Linked DNA regions of Callithrix jacchus: region 1 is linked to region 2. Evidence: chromatin contacts called from public Hi-C data. All regions are on one chromosome and are shown on one strand. The core of a region is the stretch at or near the end of the contact, and the rest is flanking DNA. Distances in the headings are between cores, read along the strand shown.

Region 1 (3,097 bases), core at 92-2,591, 190 kb before region 2:
CTCAAGGGTGGCATAAACCTTCTCTCGCAGAGTCTCCACCTCAGAGGGGTTGGAGAGGCCCTTGGCATCTAAAAGAGATGACTGATTTAGCCTTTGGTTACACATCTCCTAGCAGAGGCTGTCCCTGTTCCCTCTGGCCACCCTCCCTAGAGTTACTAGAGACACCCTGGATGAAAACAAGTGTGAAATAAACAAAGCTGGTCATTCGTGCCCCCTTGTTCTTCTTTCTGTGCCCAACTTACCCAACAAACTCTTGGGGCAAAGATTTTAAATTCCATTAATAGGCAAATGTACGCACCACTGACTAAAGAGGAGAGCTGTACTTTATCCAGGCCATTCTCGAAATACTACCTGCACACATTTACTGAGTATCTACTATGTGCTAAGCATGAACTGAATGATAAGATGAGGCACAAAAGCTGAATTGGCACATGTCCTGCATCAGTGAACTAATTGCCTAATTCTGGAGGTAAAGCCTCTGCACTAGCGACTCCTCATTCCGAAGGTTCATTTTTCTTGACCACAGCTGCGTTTGCTGGAGCTGATCAACTCCTTCGTGAAAGACTATTTTCCCTGAGCCTCCAGGACACCACCCTTCTGATTCTCTCCCTATCTCACTGCCTGCCCCTTCTCAGGTTCCTTTGCTGGCTCTTCCTTTTCTCCCTGACCTCTAAATGTTGGCATCCCCCAGGGCTCAGTCCCCAGCCCTCTTCTCTGCTCTGTCTCCCCAGATGATCTCGCCCCAGTGTCACAGCCTTACACAGGCAGAGGCTGCCAGCTCTCAGATGCATGTCTCTGGTCCTGGCTTCTCCCATGAGGTCCAGACTCATATGAGCTTTCTGGGCAGCCACTCTTGGGTATCTACTTACCCATCTTCTATTTTAATGTCCAAAGACAAGATCCTAATTCCTACCCACCTACTCTCAGAACCTGCTCCTCATGGAGTTTTCCCCACCTCAGTGAATAAGAACTTCATTTTTCCCATTGTTCAGGAAAATAAAAATTAAAAAAAAAAAAACAGAGAGTCATATTTAACTCCTTTCTTTCACATCCTATATTCAATCCGTCAGCAAATCATAGCGGCTTTACCTAGGAATACATTCAGAATCTGACTGCTTTTTACCACCCCCTTCACTGCCACCCTAGGCCACTGTCATTTTTCATCTTCCCCACTTGCCCCATACATGTGCCTGCCATGCCCATTCGAAACATTTTTTTAAGATGGCTGTAGCTGACACTGTGAGTTCTCCTGGGTTCCTGGCTCTGCCGTCTCTGTTTCAGCTGAGCTGGAGGACCAACAACATGGGAGCAGTGGAGGCTGGCCACAGAAGGGCTGAGTACACCCAGCCCCTGGGGTCCAAGGGCAGTTACCTGGGTTAAAGAGCACAATAGCTCGCAGGCACCCCAGCTCCGACTTGTCCATCTGCATGTCTTTCATTTTGGAAACCAGCTCAGTTAGAACTCTGTTAACAGGAAAGGAGCAGGTAATGAGAAAACCATGAGTACCAGGCCAAGAGTCAATACAATGAATTCAACCAAAATTTTTACATACCCACTCTGTTCCCAGACAATGTACCAGGTACTAGGGACACAGAAATGAAAAAGATACACACCTCCACTGCAAGATTACAGCTTAACTAAAGGAAAAGACATAAAAACAAGCAGCAACACAAAGCCCAGGAATATAACAGCCATGAGCAAAGTCCAAGTGGCCAAAGAGGCAGCAATGAACTCTGAGCAGGGAACCGGAAAGGCATCACAGAAGTCTTGGAAATTAGAAATGCAACACACAAAGCAAGCCAAGGGCATTGCATATCTAGAAAAACACAGCAGAGGGCAGCAGTCAGTGAACTGGTAGAAATGTCCAGGCACCCTGAAGGGGGATGGGTCATTCCAAAGGCCATGTTGGACTCTACATGGAACATGTGGGAAAGGGCAGGGAAATAGTAGAGACAGTTCAGTGGATGTGCACATGATTAAAAAAAAAAAAAAAAAGACCATTTACCATGGAGGTGGAAAGGGGCCACAGGGCCCTGGCATTGGACAGAGAGATTAATTTCAACTGATTTCTCCTCTTTACCAGTTCTCCAACCTCCCATTCTCAAGTCATTAACTACTCATTTTATTTGACTCCTCGGCTGATGGCTTAATTTTCCTTTAGTATCATTTTAAGGCCCAGAATGTCTGCCAGGGTGTCCCTGCCTGACCAAGATGGGTTTGCTCCTGCTGCAGGCCTCCTTCTGAGATCATCCAGAGCCCAGCATAAACAGCCCATTTTGCCTATTCGCTTGTGGACAGATCCTGATCCCTTTCCATCCCTGGCCCCTAGGATAAGCAGTTTACCCTCTCCACCCACAACTTACTAGCTGGTGTCAAGATCTAATCTCTTCTTGGAAAACCCATTGGGATAACTGTTTCTTCCATCTGCCCGGCAACTGTGCTGGCCTCTGATTGGCTCCGTCTTATTGTGATCTCAACCTTTATTTTAATCTCTCCCTCATTCCCCAGGTTTATAGTTTCATGTGCCAAGTGGTCTCTGCATAGTCACGTGCAGCTAACTGAGCTGCCCATCCTCCATCCCAGCACTACCCAGAGGTTTATGCCCACATAATTCATGTATATACCCATGTGTATACATACACATACATAATACACACAAATACTGAAAGCAGAAGAGAGACACCTGTCAAAGATGGAGCCGACCCCAGCACTATGGGCACTGCTCCGGTGGACGTGTAAACCCGTGGCCAGAAGGATGCCATCCTGCACGGAAACTGAGCGGTGGGAGAAAGAGGCAATCAGCAATTCATTCCACCCTGCAAGGATAAGGAGGAGGTCTTGAGGGAAAACAGGCCACATTCTTTCTTTCTTTATAATCACCCAAGGCATGTACTATTATCCCACATAACACAAGCAGAATTGCAAATCTAGGGAGGTTAAGAATTAGTTCAAGAGGACACAGCTAATTAGCGAAGAAACAAAGGATAAGACTGGAGTCTGCTGACTTATGGCTCTGCACATCCCCTACTCTCTCCCAGATGCAACCCGCCATGACAGCTTGAGGACAAGGATTCTTTTTTTTAATCAGTCAACAATG
Region 2 (3,093 bases), core at 377-2,876:
ACTATCAGAATTTAGACATCCTAATGAGGATTGCTTTTCAAAGACACCCCTTGGAAGCTACATATCTAATTCCAGGTGACACTACCACACTGATCAGAATGTTCATGGAAATCCTCTTTGGAATCACTTTTCAAGCTACATAAGAAAACCCGTACATTCCTTAATAGTCATATTTTTTCTTTTTCTTTTTAAATTCCAAAATGGGGTGCCCACCTAGCTCAGTTAGTAGAACAGGAGACTCTTAATCTCAGGGTGGTGGGTTCAAGCCCCACATTGGGTGCTGTTTCCCAGCACTCTGGGACGCCAAGATGAGCAGATCACTTGAGCTCAGGAATTTGAGACCAGCCTGGCCAACATGGCAGAACCCTGTCTCTACAAAAAAAAAAAAAAAAATTATTCAGGTGTGGTAGCGCATGTCTGTAGTTCCAGTTACTTGGGAGGATGAGGTGGGAGGACCACTTGAACCCAGGAGGTGGAGGCTGCAATGAGCCCAGAGTGCCACTGCACTCAAGCCTGGGTGACAGAGTGAGACCCTGTCTCAAAAAAAATAAGGAAAAAAAATAAGGAAAAAAAACCCAGCCTTTTGATCTACTTAGTTCCAAATGCTTTTTGACTATTTGCTAAAATATATACATACATGCATACATCAAAACAAAAACGACTCAGGAAAGGGAAATATTTTTACACTGAGGATATCCAAGAATGCTGGGTACATTATTCCACTTTCCCTTTTTGTCTGCTTATTACCCACCTCCTCCATCAGTGCCCTCCACCTTCTGACAGAAAACCAGGTCTTTTCTCTTTAAACCAAGGGGATTCAAAATGATATGGGGGGAATGTCCCTTACAGTGGCCAGCCGCAATCCCACGAGGACTTCAGCATATTCCTTTACTCCTTCTGCGTCTTTTAACATATCTGAAAATAAAAAGTAGGTAAACTGTACCTACTTTTCAGAATGTGGCAGGGATTCGAGGTGTTATCTCTCTATGTAGAAGGAAACACTTTAGGCTCCCAAGTAACAAAATGTAAATGTCTAGCAAGTATTAAAAAAAAACACACACACACAGTAGGAAAGGTATTTTTCTCATATAAAAGGCCAAAAGTAAGGAAGTGACAGAAAGGCTGAATGCCGACCTTTTCAGAGTTTACGTATTTTAAACAATTACACTGAAATTACACTGACCCATAAAATAAAAGTATTTCTTGTGCCCCTGTCAAAAGCAAGTGGGTTTTTACTTCAAGGGTGAATAATAATAATGCTTTGGGGATGACGAATAAAAGAGCTTCCCCTGACTGGCCGAGGTGAAGCCATCGGGGCTATCCCACCTCTCCTCGTCGATCTGGAAGGCTTCCTGAAGGAACTGGGGTTTGTGTCCCTGGCACTCCGGGGACCTGCTTCGGGCTCAGCGCGCTGCCTGGGGGCCTCCGCGCTCGCTCTGGCAACAGGCCGCCCCGAGTCGCGGCCAAAGTCCCTGCTATGCAGACCTAGGCGACCGCACTTACCAAGCGCGAGGAGTCGGCCCAATGAGCTCCGCCCTCTCCAGCGCGCTTTCCGTGATCCACCAATCAGGTGCTGCTACAAAAGCCCGAGCTGAGTGGTCAGCTTCCCTGGGAGGGCGGGGTTTAGGGAAACAGAAACTGGACGGAAAAGGGGGCTGTTTTTCCCCTTGCCTGTGACATGGATGTTAGTGACTAAAGATCAAAATTCCAGTTAAAGGAGGAGCCGAGACTTGTAAGCCGACTGTTACTATGGGGCCAAGAGAGAGGTTTCAGAGGAATCCCAGTAAGTGAGAGTGCTGGGATGTGGGAGGGGCCCACGGAGTCCCCCTGCGTGTCTGAGATCACACCCTGCTGGGTACCCTGCCGGAGTGTGCTGGAGGAGGTGACTGGATCAAGACTCCAGAGTTTGCTCCTGAGATGGAAAAACAAAACAACCCAATAATAATACTAATAATGACAGCCCTGGGAGGGGACGGTTGCAACAGGTCTTATGAGAAAGTAACTGTGGAGGTTCAGGGAAGGTGTGGGCATGTTGGTGAAGTAAGGTTGTGAGTGGAAGACGAAAATGCCGCTTCTGGGGAAGAGAATACCGTCAGAAGGAAGGAAAGGAAGGAGGGAGTGCGAGGGGAGGGGAGATCAAGGGAGAGGAGGAAAGGAGAGAAAAGAAGGGAGAGGCGGATAGGGGAAGAGGGAAGGGAATACGTTGAGGTGATTGGTATTCTGCCAATCCCATTCTGCATGCTAGTGAGACCTAGCAGGGACTAGAGTTTCAGGAAGTAAATATGAGCATAATGAAGGATAACAGAGAGGAAAGAAAAAGGAAATAATTGAAAAGTTTGAAAGAAGAAAAGCAGCAGCTGAACCAGTCTGGGGGGTGCGGGGGATAGAAGGAAATTAAAATTATCTAAGCTTCTGTTTCATGGATAGAAGGACGATATTTTCTGGCCCATTATCAGGATACAAGTTGAAAAAAAAAGCTATTGAACTTGTGGGGAAAGTGGCTGGTTTAAATTAGCCCTGCCCCTGAAAATCTAAGCTGTGTTTGTGGGTCTTATGGTTGAGTTAACTCATAGGCCCAGGAGAGGAAGGATGAAAGGATGCCTGGATGACCCGCAAAGAATTTGCATCAGGTCAACACGCAGAGCATGTATGCTACTTTCTTCAGAAACCTTCAGGAGTCATAGACTACGGTCAGTTCTTTGTCGGAATTACTTTAGATTTACTACAGTTGTTTTCTCAGCAAATGCACATAAAGCATGGAATTGTTCTTAGCTGTGCAGACCTTGTCTATTTTCTGAAAGGAATAACAATACTAACTTTTAACGCCCTACATACATGACATCTTTGTACTTTTCAAATCACCGTGTTACCCCCTTCCCTTCTCCTCTGACAGTGCCTGGCTGAATCTCTCCTATTCTCACAATGGCTTTGCCTCCATTCCACTGAGGTCTTCCCATTGCTCACATCATTATACTGTTTTTTTACTTCACTTCCATGCTTGTTTCTTACTATACAAAGGGTACTGTAATTCTGAGTTCCCCATATATAGAGTCACTTTTCCACGAACTTTATTAATAAAAGGAAGGGTCTTCG

What was found. A called contact is a pair of places that touch in the nucleus more often than the background predicts.
Region 1: a contact with region 2 is called in a Hi-C map of skeletal muscle, with 2.9 times the contacts expected there. The contact joins the enhancer-like site here to the promoter of MGST3 in region 2. A contact is called at or near these places in 3 of 3 Hi-C or Micro-C datasets (induced pluripotent stem cells and skeletal muscle).

What each region holds. Positions count from the first base shown.
Region 1 is chr18:36,400,730-36,403,826 of calJac240_pri, reverse strand. It overlaps RXRG (retinoid X receptor gamma), which reads right to left. Exons shown (of 16, transcript XM_078355043.1): 13 at 2,684-2,816; 14 at 1,372-1,463; 15 at 1-68. Among named protein-coding and RNA genes, the nearest start is that of LMX1A, 53 kb to the left of the region's middle. Within about 2 kb of position 1,341, at least 3 of the 16 cell types and tissues checked have an H3K27ac peak or open chromatin away from gene starts, as enhancers often do. A contact at or near this core is called in skeletal muscle, where this site is marked.
Region 2 is chr18:36,212,175-36,215,267 of calJac240_pri, reverse strand. MGST3 (microsomal glutathione S-transferase 3) reads left to right here and starts at 1,626. Exons shown (of 6, transcript XM_035280028.3): 1 at 1,626-1,783. The coding sequence starts at 1,750. It overlaps RXRG (retinoid X receptor gamma), which reads right to left and starts at 1,545. Exons shown (of 16, transcript XM_078355043.1): 1 at 1,504-1,545.